Linked DNA regions of Capra hircus: region 1 is linked to region 2. The links are chromatin contacts, called in public Hi-C maps. All regions are on one chromosome and are shown on one strand. Each heading gives the region's core, a stretch centred on a gene start, on an enhancer-like site or on the middle of the called end of the contact. The rest is flanking DNA. Distances are from core to core; before and after follow the strand shown. Region 1 has its middle 89 kb from the start of AGR3. Region 2 holds the start of AHR (aryl hydrocarbon receptor).

Region 1 (6,537 bases), core at 519-3,018, 350 kb after region 2:
TGAATTACCAACTAACCTAATACTAGTTATTATTTAAAATTAATATTATCCCACCCTATCCCCCATGTCACCCCTGAAGCCAAGATTCTCACATCTTAATGGGCATCAAGAGCCTCCTAGCGAGCTTATTAAAAATACATCTGACCAGGCTCTACCTTTAAGGATTTTGATTTACTAGCTCTGTGGCCTTAGGAATCAGCATTTTAATATTTACACCCAGAAGACGATAGGTATTTTATCTTGCTCAATTACAAACCCAAGGGACACTGTGGACTTGGTATCTCATTCAGAGTGCCAAAAACCCAACCTCAGTGCCGTGGGATGGCTTACCTTACCCAGACATCTGTATATCGCCACCATCACCACAGTTGCTATAAGTTACTCAATATTTCCTAGGTACCAGGCACTGTCTTCCCAATTTCTTTAGACAGTTATGACTTTGAAAATGCCTCTGCCTTCTTTCTTCTTGGTATCAAGTTCTGCATAAAAGGAATGTGGGCCATGCCTTGCACATCACTGATCCTCAACAAACGCTAGTTTTGCTTCCCTTTCCCCGTGTCCCTTGCCATTCTAGGTTGAAATGGTGGCTTAATCATATCCGGGTCTTTATTTAACCTTGGAAAATTCGTAGTTGCTCAAAGTTCAAGCCTAGGGAACTGAGACGTCATTAACTGATTTCTTAAGAGGTTTTAGTTTCCTTCAAAACACTCTGAACGCTGTCGGCTCCCAACTGGTCTCTGGAATGCACTTAATTTGTGCCTCTTTCTACTTTCTCCACAGCCCCATGTTCTGGTTGGTTGCCTCTGTGTTCTTTTAAGTGCTGAGATAAAGAGAGTTCAGCAGAGAACCTGGTGAGATTGAGTCCAAGTTGAAACCGATCCCTTTATTTCATATAAACTCGGAAGCTGACATTTCTCAGTAGCATCATTAAACAGACACTGAAAGATTGGAGGTTTTAATGTATAATTATTTCATATCCACTTTATGTAACACAACTAATACATGCAGGGTCATCTGCATGATATAAAACTGGCACACTTTAACAAATAAGAAAAAAGTGGCTGCCTAGTGGAATGAACTGGAGAAGGCAATGGCACCCCACTCCAGTACTCTTGCCTGGAAAATCCCATGGATGGAGGAGCCTGGTAGGCTGCAGTCCATGGGGTCGCTAAGAGCCGGATACAACTGAGCGACATCACTTTCACTTTTCACTTTCATGCATTGGAGAAGGAAAGGGCAACGCACTCCAGTGTTCTTCCCTGGAGAATCCCAGGAACGGGGAGCCTGGTGGGCTGCCATCTATGGGGTCGCACAGAGTCGGACACGACTGAAGTGACTTAGTAGTAGCAGTGGAATGAACAACAGCCCAGAAGAGATTACCAACTGACCTGATGAGGACTCACTTAGGTACATAAGTTGCATAAATTAACTCAATTTGGCTCATAGAGGAAAGGATTTTTACTGACTTATATAACACGAAAGTCAGGAGTGGTACTGGAATTAGGCAGGGTAGATTCAGGCTCTGTCCTCAAATAGCTCACGCCATCCCTCTATATGCTGTGGTTTCCTCCGTGTTGGCTCCATTCCCAGACAGGCTTTCTCTCCATGTGGGGTTGAAGGTGGCTCTTAATGACCTCAAAAAGAGAGGCAGGACTCCCTGCAGCAGATTCACTAAAAAGACATACGTTGGATCACCAGCCCACTCATGAAGCCATCACTGTGAACAGGAAGAGAGAACACACTGACCAGACCGGGGGCTGGGCGGGCAGGGCATGCCCGGCCCTCACAGAAGGCGAGGGGAGCCCCAGTCAAATCGCATTGGTGGGAAATCGGGCAAGAGGCCGGCAGGAAAAGACCAGCACTTACCAGTTAGACGCATTCTTTGGAAACCTAACGGAAGACACCTCTTCAAAACTAAAGAGGAAAAAGGCTCATAACTCCATGACCTAAGCATCTGGACATGAATGTGACTCAACATGGGTGGAAAGGCAGAAGAAAATGCTGCTCTGAGTAACTGCAAACCGCAAAAGAGGGCTAGTAGGAGGAGGAAGCCGAAGAACCCAGGATGGGTACAGAGAAACATCAACAAAAACAAACACAAAAGCATGTTAAGAAGGCTGACTTTCAAGATGGAAGATGTTTATAAACTTCTGTAGTCAGTGAAAGGCACTATACTCATGTCTAAAGCACAAAGGTGGTCAATGATACCAGACTGATTTCTGAAGACAAATGTTTTTCTGAAGGACCTAAAGAAGGAATTCCTGAATTTCTATTTAGTCTCTTGTCTCTCTTAATTTTAGCAGAGAATAACTGATTGCCAGCCAAAGGCTGGTCTCATCTCCCAAGTAACAGAAATCAACTTTCACTGGGGTTGGAATGCACCCAATCAGTGACTACTTTCAGCCACCTTACAGCTATGTGTGGCCATTTAACAAAATTCTAGCAAACATGAATAAGTCAATTATTTAAAGAAAGCTGGTTCAGCAGTAAGTTACCTTGCCCCTCCTACTTCTAGCTAACTGGAAGATGGAGGTGATGGATGGAGCTCCAGCAGCTTGTTGGACCTTTGAGGCTGAAAACCAAGTATGAGAACAATAGTGCAGAAAGAGAAGAAGAGCTGGATTTCTGCTCACTAGGAACCACCTGTACCTCTATTTTGTTGAAGATGCTGTGATTTTGTGTTTTCTGTTATTCACAGCCAACTGCAGGATGTAAAACAATCTTCTGATTTAAAAATGTGAATCAACTTTGGTAAGCTAAGGAAAGAGATTCGTTTGTTCAATACAGCAAACGGTGCTTTGTGACCAAGGCTCTGGTGTTTAGACCCCTGCCCTAGAAGGACTTACACAATTATGTGACGACTCCAAATTAATTAAATATCACAGCAGGGCAAACCCTGCTAGGGTAACTAAGAGTTTGAAAGTGAGATATGATAATTTAATAATCATGAATTACAGAAAGACACACAGAAGTTGGATGTGAGAAATTCATTCTAATTCTGGTTTTTCCAAAAGGGGAGATAACTTAGAAATAGTATCTTTGCATGACAAGATTCCAGGACAGATTATTTAAATAATGGACAGGGAAGATGTGGTAACTGAAATGCACGGCAGAATTACTAAAAACCATTTATAAAGAATTATCTTTATTTTCCTCTTCGATAAAGAAGTGCAACCCATGGCCTTTTCAGCAAGAGTTTGATTGAGATGTTTCATAACATTCTGTTGAAAAAGGTGGAAAAATTGGGCTGAGTGTTCAGATAAGTAGGTGAATTTTTAACTGATTAGAACTTATGAATTGTTCTGATCAAAAAGCAGTCATCAATCTACAGAGAAATTTCTGCAGGCAATTCACAAGGGATTCCTCTGTGGCCTCTCTGACTTTTTATCAGTGCTTTTGATGAAGCCACAGAAGGTCCACTGACTAAGCACAGAGGCAACGAGAAGTCAAGAGACCCACCGGATTATAGATTTAGAATTCAAATTATTTAAATAATGGGCTCTCTCTAAGAAGACATAGCACAGATGAACATAGCATGCTGATGTGAGGTCCAGAACAAGCAAACAGAAAAGGGGAGCAGAAACTGACTTAGCAGTATCTATTTAAAAATTCAAAGTTTTATATCCCAATTTTAATAGGAACTAATATGATGCTGTGTCTACAACACATTCCAAGCTGAATTCATTGTTCAGCTGCAATATCAAAACCACACATTTAAGTAGGATTAGAGACAAAATAAAAAACTGAACAGCTAAGAGATGAATGGCCTTGAAATCATGTCATAGGAAGAAGAGCTGAAAGAACTGGCAACAGAAAGCCTAAAACGAAGCCCGAGCAACATGTGACAGCTTTCTCAAAACACTCAAAGAGGTGAGTAAGAACTCGGAAGCAGAATCAGAACCAAAACCAAGGGATGAATATTCCAGGGAGACAAGCATCAGGTGAGTAGGAAAGAAATCTGATACATCTGTGCAAAGGCATCATGACCAGGACACACTGGACATAGAATGTTTCTTCGAGGGACATTCACAAGATGACATTTGTGCACAGAAGGCACAGACCCTCCCAACACTGAGGTTCTGGGATACTTGCTTCTTTAGGTATTAGATGTAACTTGGGTTTTATCTTGTAAAGCATCTGATTTCAATCAATAAAAAGCAAAAAGCAGATTCAGTTCAGTTCAGTTCAGTCACTCAGTCGTGTCCAACTCTTTGTGACCCCATGAATCGCAGCATGCCTGGCCTCCCTGTCCATCACCAACTCCCGGAGTTCACTCAGACTCATGTCCATCGAGTCCGTGATGCCATCCAGCCATCTCATCCTCTGGCGTCCCCTTCTCCTCCTGCCCCCAATCCCTCCCAGCATCAGGGTCTTTTCCAATGAGTCAACTCTTCGCATGACGTGGCCAAAGTACTGGAGTTTCAGCTTTAGCATTAGTCCTTCCAAAGAACACCCAGGGCTATTCTCCTTCAGAATGCACTGGCTGGATCTCCTTGCAGTCCAAGGGACTCTCAAGAATCTTCTCCAACACCACAGTTCAAAAGCATCAATTCTTCAGCGCTCAGCCTTCTTCACAGTCCAACTCTCACATCCATACATGACCACAGGAAAAACCATAGCCTTGACTAGATGGACCTTAGTCGGCCAAGTAATGTCTCTGCTTTTGAATATGCTATCTAGGTTGGTCATAACTTTTTCTTCCAAGGAGTAAGCGTGTTTTAATTTCATGGCTGCAGTCACCATCTGCAGTGATTTTGGAGCCATAAAAAATAAAATCTGACACTGTTTCCACTGTTTCCCCATCTATTTCCCATGAAGTGATGGGACCGGATGCCATGATCTTCGTTTTTTGAATGTTGAGCTTTAAGCCAACTTTTTCACTCTCCACTTCCACTTTCATCAAGAGGCTTTTTAGTTCCTCTTCACTTTCTGCCATAAGGGTGGTGTCATCTGCATATCTGAGGTTATTGATATTTCCCCCAGCAATCTTGATTCCAGTTTGTGTTTCTTCCAGTCCAGCGTTTCTCATGATGTACTCTGCATAGAAGTTAAATAAGCAGGGTGATAATATACAGCCTTGATGTACTCCTTTTCCATACTAAAAAAGAAAACACAACCTGGTTTCTGTGAAAACCAACCATGAAATTCAGGTCATGACTGAAACCTCATTTAAATGTGTTAGAATCTGAAAGGAGCTTACCTATATGAAATACTAATCATTCATCCACATCAGAAAGGATCAAGCCTACAGATCTGTGCATTTTTGGCGCCATGCTTTTATTTTTTTTTCAAAGAACTTGCTCAAAAGCCATGGTTCCAAAGAATCCTATTTCAATGAAGCAAAGGAAAGCAGTCCCTACCTATGATCAGCCATGATCTGAGCTTGTTACAGCAAATGATATGAAACCTGAGGACTGGTTCACCCAGCACCTAGCAGTTCTGATGGTGCACAAGCATGCACGGCAGTAGTGGATGGAACTGAGGCTGAGAGTCGCCTGGGGGATGATTACAAACTTAGAGGGAAGAAGCACCCAAAGCAAAGGGAGGATGGACAGAGGCTGGAGACAACTTAGAATCATTAAAAAGAAAATGCAGAGTGATAGAGGTGGAGAGATGGATGAGGGAGGGAAAGACTCTGGAAGTCCATCTTGCCTGAAGAAAGAATACATGCTGGTCATCCCTCTCTCATTAGGGATCCTAAGAAATTAACATAGATTTAGTGATTCATACACTGGTTATTTGGTGACCTCTCTAACAGATGACATCAACATCTTTTTGTATCTCCACCAGAAAGTCCAAGCAAGAGACAAAATCAAATCACAGATTTTTGTCAATGCCTGGAATGACTCTATTTTTTTGCATTGGAAAGCACCAAAAAGCATCACTAAGTGGAAAAAAAAAAAATCCTCTCATTTTGCAAGTGTAAATCTAAACTAAATGAGTGGCCCTACAGTCAAACAATACTACTTTTCTAACAGAAAATAAAGAAAAATTCCAAAGGCAAGTTTGTAGGAGAAAAAAATGCCTTTACTGTTCAGATCAAAGCCATCAACTTATGCAGCCATCATGAGAACACACTCTCCAAGTTTCTAAAGCAGCCAGTAAGCTGAATCATTGCAGATTAAATAAACATGCTGAGTTGAATCAAAAAGTAAATAAAAGGCCTCTTCTGACATAAGTTTGTATTTACAGCAATCCTGTGACTAAAAGCAACTTAATTTTGAATCATCAAAACAAAACAAGACAAAATAAGGTTCCTCAAGTTTACATTAATGACACAATGTATTCAGAAACCCAGGGTCTGACAAAACTCACAAAAAAAATCAGCTGATAAATCATAAAGTGTCTTTAGCACAAATGGAATTTCTATTAAGGTGAAGCCTATTTTCAGACTAATCCTAAGTATTGATGAAAAAAATTATCCATATCATCATATAACACTAGTGATCATGACAAGCGTTAGTGATATTTCACTGATGTTTAAGAAATTCAGTGTCATACAAATGAAAACATCTGATTATTTCACAATTAAATACT
Region 2 (6,413 bases), core at 3,399-5,898:
TTCACAGGAGAAATGGTCATTCTGTGACAGTGTAGGCTAAAAGTATTTACGAATGAAATTTAAGAGTTTCTGTTTCATCTCTATCATTAGCAGCCTTTACAGATTATAAAACACTTTTCTCCTGCTAATTTTAGTTGTGAGAGTGGCAGTGTAGGTGTGGACTGCCCTGCCTTATTGATCAACCACTTGCTCGGATCAACAAAAGCAAGGAAACCAGACTGCACCTTTTAGTTTAGAACTAGTGTTTTTCAACCTATATCTCACTGTTTCCTCTTTCCATCATTTATTTTGAATAGATTGCTGCTGCTGCTACTAAGTCACTTCAGTCATGTCCGACTCTGTGCGACCCCATACACGGCAGCCCACCAGGCTCCCCCGTCCCTGGGATTCTCCAGGCAAGAACACTGGAGTGGGTTACCATTTCCTTCTCCAATGCATGCTAAGTCGCTTCAGTCGTGTCCAACTCTGTGCGACCCTATGCACAGCAGCCCACCAAGCTCCTCTGTCCACAGGATTCTCTAGGCAAGAATACAGGAGTGGATTGCCATTTCCTTCTCCTTTAACAGGTTACCTATAGCTAATCACTTTCATTCATTTATTTCATAGTTCCAACATCTAAGAGCCTCTACAGCCACTACGTGTAAACTATCTGAAGGAAACTACTTGAATGAAAAACAACAGTGGAGAAATAAGTATGTAACTAAAAAGACTTTTTTTTTTTTAAAGCTACTTAGGTAATTGTATCATAGTACACTTATAACTAACATTTTCAAGAAAACATTGCAAAATTTTATTCAACTAAGTAGGCATCAATATAACTGAGATTCATTTAGTTTAGATAGAATGAATAGCAATTTCGTAAACACAGCAAGGAAGACACTGCTTTTCTATTACTGTTATTAGTGTGTTACCAAAGTTAAAGGGTCACCTAAAGACTGAGAGTTATTTCTAATTCTGACACTTCATGATAGCTGGTTTGATCATCACTACTGTTGATATCATTTTCAGGTGTAGATTTTATTTAATCAACACCTATTATTTGCCAACATTCAGCACTAATTTTCTGCAGAAATGGTAAACTGAAGTACCACTAAAACTTTTTATGTATTAATAAAGCTTAAAAACTACAAAAACACATCCAAAGTTATTTTCATTGGTGGGGGGGAATTCAGACTCTAATTCAGTACTGTGTTTTTCATCTATCTTCATGATGCAAAGTAATTAAAGAAATAAATAACAGGTCCTTCACCACCAAAGAAAAATATTGATAAAAGAAGAGGAGGGTTTAAGTAAAAAGATTGCTTTTTCTTAATTTAAGGTTTTGGTTGTTTTTTTTTTTTTGGAGCAGGGTTATTTTAAGGAACATTTAAGGAAACAGAGTAGAACCTATTCCTAAGATATCTTTGAAAATCTCTTTAGGAACATAGATTGGATTCAGGGCTGCTTCAGGTCCTTTAATTTTCTACCCTTCATTACCCTAAAAAGAAAGGAAACATTTATTGAGTGTCTACTATGCACAAGATACTTTAGTAGGATTAAACTGAACACGTTTAAAATCATTTTGTGCTATCAATAATGATAACTTTGAATGTTGGACTTCACCACTAGGGGGAGTTTATCTTGTTTAATAAATACCATTGAAGACAGGGAGATTTTCAGGTTAAAATGATGTCACCCATTTGATTCCAAAATTTTATAGAATTCTGTATTTAATGGTCATTTTATTAATAGTTCTATGATTATGTTACAACGTATTTTCTTCTAAGTAAAATACAGAGGCTCACTTACAAGGTCAAAGTTAAACAGATCTTAATATCATTTTCAGCTCAAACAAGATGAATTTTTCAGACAATATACCAACATATTAGAGTGTCTATTAGTTATAAACTAGCAATTTAACTTAAAAAACATTAAAATACTGGGTTTATGGCTCCATTCTTAAAATGGACTCTAACTGCATTTTAAGTTCATCATTTTTCATTCAGTTAAAAACAATTTATGAACAACTTCCCGTGATTCTGTAAATGTCAGCACTAGGCTTTTCTTATGGAGCACTGACATTTTAAGGCGTTCGTAGGATTAGAAGCCATGCATGATGCTCAGTAAAGATCTGATAAACATCTCTACTAACTAAATAAAATAAGGGTGAATGTGGAAATACTTTGGTTGTATTACAGGAGAGATTAAACACAAACATATTAAAGTCTTAGAAAGCATATTTAATTGCTAATAATAAAAAGGTACATCCTTAAAAAAAAGAAAATGTGCAATAATATATTTAAAGGGAAAATCTTTAATAAAATGTTAACAAGAAGCCCCAAATGTTAAACTTTAAAATGAATACAAAAATTAAAGCATTTCATTGAAGTCACCTAGGTCCTGTGTAACATACTTCCTGAAATGCAATAACTTAAAAATTCTCAGATTTTCTAACTATACAAATAAAACCTATGATATACATATATATATTATACATTATGTCAAGTGTACTATTGTATTAACTAAGATACACAGAGATGTCTGTGATGCCTTTCAATTTTAAATAACCATCAAGGACCAAGTCAAATTAGACAAGCACATTTTTTATAAGAAACCATTCTATAAAACACAAGTATTGTAAACCAATGTCAACAGAATTGCCAAGACAAAAACTGCTGACTTGACAGTATTCCTAATGTCAACCACGCTGCAGGATAAGTCTTCCAAATTTTAATCAGTCTATTTATAGATGAATATCCTCTGTTGATGCCAAGTCTAAATCTGAAGGGCTGCAATCACTGAAATTCTAAAAGGAAATTAAAACCCCAGAATACTGAAACCTTTAAACTGGTCTTTAATATTAATTTTAAACTGCTATTTTTCTGGTTTGGATTAGTGACCTAAATTTAGTCTTAAGCCACATGCACACTTCTGATTTGTTCTGAGTAACCGTTTAAAGTGTTCTTAAAATTGTTTATGAAAGTTTGAAAAATGTGAAGTAAAATAACTCAAGGATAATAATTAGGAATAAACACATGAACACTGCCAACTCGCAAAAGTAAATCTGTGTTAAGCATGGATTTTGCTTTTTTTTTTTCTGAAAAAAATTAAAGTATTTGCCATAATCACATAAATATCCCACCAAAACAAACAAACCTAAGTTTGTACTTTATCAGAATTGACCAAACTTTGAAGTAGAGGGAAAAGGGAATTAAGAGAATGATGCTAAGAATGAAAATGTCTGTTTCAATAATTCCATCTCCAAATCATTTGCAGACCCTAAAACCACTTCCAAAGTGATAAATCTCCCCCAAAAGATGACTTAAAATACAAATCTTCTACTGTATCCTGGCTACTACACTCACTCCAAGCTGCTATCACCTCTATACATTTTATTGATATGTTCACGCTGAGCGCTACAAAATTACTGCCAAATAAGTAAATAAGAGTATAACAGAAAGCCAGTTTCAGGCAACCAAAAAATACCTTCAGAGGCACTCAGCCCCTTTCTTGCACACAGCACGTGTTTAGCTATTTAAAGCATCTCGCCCTACCAGGAGTAAGAATGGTGACCGTCCTCTAACCTAACAGAGGAGGATATTAAATGTGAAAGGGGATTTCAAGACGGGTTTAGGTTAACTAATCCACCAGCCCCACAGGGCAGAGGAGAGCTGTCAACAAATTAGGACCACAGCACAGTGAACAGCGCTGCAAATGGCTGGAGGTGTGAAAGGGTGCTCTGGAGAAGGGGTTGCGGGGGGGGGGGGCAGAGAACGGGGGCCACAATTTTTAAAATGCAATCATTAATCACGGAAAAATCCAAGGCCTGGGGTTCTCGACCGGCCTCCAGATCTCGATTCCACAGACTGCACAGGGAAGGGACCTAATCCCCTGGCCTCGGGGATTTGGGGGCGGGGTGCGGCAGTGTCCCGCGCCTGAGCGCCCACCTCCCCACCGCACAGAGGACAGGCTCCGGAGACTCACGTTTTCTGCACCGGCTTCCGCCGCTTACGACTGGCGTAGGTGATGTTAGCGCTGCTGCTGTTCATGGTGCCTGGCTGGCTGCGGCTCCTCCCGGGCGCGGACGGCCCTGTCCCCGGGACCCGGCGGCAACTGGGACGGGGTTGCACTTAACCGCGGCTGCTCCACCTGCGCCCTCCCGGGGCGATGGCGGAGACACAGCACCCCAGGAGCCGCAGGGCTTCTGCAGCCCCGCACGTCCAGGTGCGCGGCCCGGGCCTGGCGCCGGGGGGCGAGGGGCGGAGACCGGGGAGGCTGGAGGCGCAGGTGCCGTCTGTACCAGCTGAGGCGGCGCCGCGCTGCCCGCAGGTGAGGCGGCGCGAATGGAGGAGGAGCCTGGGCTGTCTGTTTGAAATCCCGGCCTGGGTCGCTCGCTGTGGCGGCGCGCCCCGTGACCGTCGCTGCGGCCCCTTGGGTGAGGGAGGCGCCGCCGCGCTGCGCTGCTCCCGGGATTTCCCCGATCCCGGGTGCTTCCCGCCTGCGGAGCTCGGACTCCGGCCGCCGCTCCGGGTGCCACCAGCTTCCGCTCGGCTATGCGGCTACCTCTGGTCTGAGCCGGTGGTCCCAGTCACGCTTTCAGAACCTAGCGTCAAGTGGACTCGCCCTGCGATGCCTCCCGCTGCTGCTTGCACCGGCTGAATAGCAGAAGCGCCCCCGACCCCTCTCCAGCCCCGCCCCGCCTCTCGTAGCCCCGCCCCATCCTACTTGGCCCCGCCCTTCGCTATATTTCCCTTGAGGGCCCCACCCTCCCGGCACGTGATGACGTAAGGCGTAGTGACCCCCACCCTCTCCAGTAGCCATCTTCTTGAGGTCAAGGGGAGGAATCTGTGGACACATTTCGAGTCCATAAAGACATGTGACAACAAATTATGTGTAGCCAAAGTCTTTGTAATCAGACAACCTCAAGGAAAGAAATGCCAAGTAGTGAGCTTAAATTCACCTTTGCAAGAGACAGTGAGTCAGCTAACTTTTGGCTAAGCATTACAGTGAGCTGGCAGATAACCTGTGGAACTATAAATCTTCCTAGAGGCGAAGGCTTCAGGAGGCCACATCTCAGTTGAACTTGAAGGCTAGGCATTTTTCTTGTCTTTTTGTTTTGAGTTTGATTTTTGTCTCCGTACAAGACAGTATAGTATCTTTTCCCCAGTCAGAATAACTGTTAAACTACAGTCAGATTTCAGGAAGGTGAGAAGGCAGGCAGCAGGAGGCATTTGAGAATAAGCAGTCTGGTATAGCTGGAGAGAGAGAAGCTGGAAGTGAAATCCAGGAATCTAGGGTCAAATCATAAAGCCTGATCAAGAGTCCACATTTTATTCTGCAGTCAGTGGAAACCTTTGAAGGATCCACAGCAGACAAGAGACATTCTAGTGTTTTGGAAGTTTTAAATGACAGTGCAAGCTGGATTACAGGAGAAAAAGACTGGATGCAGAGAGAGTAGTTCGAGTTGTTGAAGTAGTCCAGGTGAAAGTCCAGGGAAGTGACAGTGGGATGGAGGGGAAAAAGAGCAGATAATAAGGAAATAGACAAACAAGAGAGAGCAATCTCAAGTACCTCCAACATTTCTAACTCCTCCTGTGCCTTTACCCGGAAAAGTAAACACAGGAGTGTGTTTTGCTTGTCAGGAGAAGGGCAATCAGACTAAGAAGTCTAGATGAAAACTTGCACCATGTCCATTCCTACATTTCAAAATGTCATCAAGACATTTCCATCCGGTGAGTTTGTTACCTCACATTCAGAACATCAATAAATTGAACATTGTTTTCTTTAGCTGAAACCTCACTGTCATATACTCAACCATTATCCTATCAACCCTATGAAATATCTTCAACTCTTCTACAACTTACATCTAAATATTCCAACAAATACTATTAAATTTTGTGTATTGCAACATCCCTAATTCATCTTCTGCCACGTTATTCTTCAATAATAACAAAAAATGCCCAACTCAAATGCTTTATCATTTGAGATTCCTATCCAAATATGGTGTGCTTCCCTCCTAGCTCAGTTGGTACAGAATCTGCCTGCAAGGAGGGAGACCTGGGTTCGATTCCTGGGTGGGGAAGACCCCCTGAAGAAGGAAATGGCAACTCACTCCTGTATTCTTGCCTGGAAAATCACATGGACAGAGGAGCCTGGTGGGCCACAGTCCATGGGGTCACACAGAGTCGGACACAAGTTAGCGACTAAACCACCACCATGCTCTCAAGGGATATTGTAATGGAGAAGCACATGATTAAGTATGGTCTCCTAGTAGAGAAAGTTGACATAGTCATTGAGACAAAGGTAGCTTTCCCAAAATCATGATGGTGGAGTTGAGGTCTGACGGATAAAGTCTTAGAAGAAAAGAGGGGAAGACACTGCAAGTCAATAAAACAGTACAAGCAACATCCCATTAGTGGAAGGAGGCTGGCAAA

Evidence for each region. Hi-C and Micro-C count contacts between places; a contact is called where the count stands out from the background.
Region 1: a Hi-C map of blood shows a contact between it and region 2, with 1.8 times the contacts expected there. The contact joins the enhancer-like site here to the promoter of AHR in region 2. A contact is called at or near these places in 2 of 5 Hi-C or Micro-C datasets (blood and liver).

Annotation. Positions count from the first base shown.
Region 1 is chr4:95,072,738-95,079,274 of ARS1.2, forward strand. No RefSeq gene overlaps it. Among named protein-coding and RNA genes, the nearest start is that of AGR3, 89 kb to the right of the region's middle. Within about 2 kb of position 1,769, at least 1 of the 5 cell types and tissues checked has an H3K27ac peak or open chromatin away from gene starts, as enhancers often do.
Region 2 is chr4:94,721,639-94,728,051 of ARS1.2, forward strand. It overlaps AHR (aryl hydrocarbon receptor), which reads right to left and starts at 4,649. Exons shown (of 11, transcript XM_018047352.1): 1 at 3,964-4,649. The coding sequence starts at 4,028.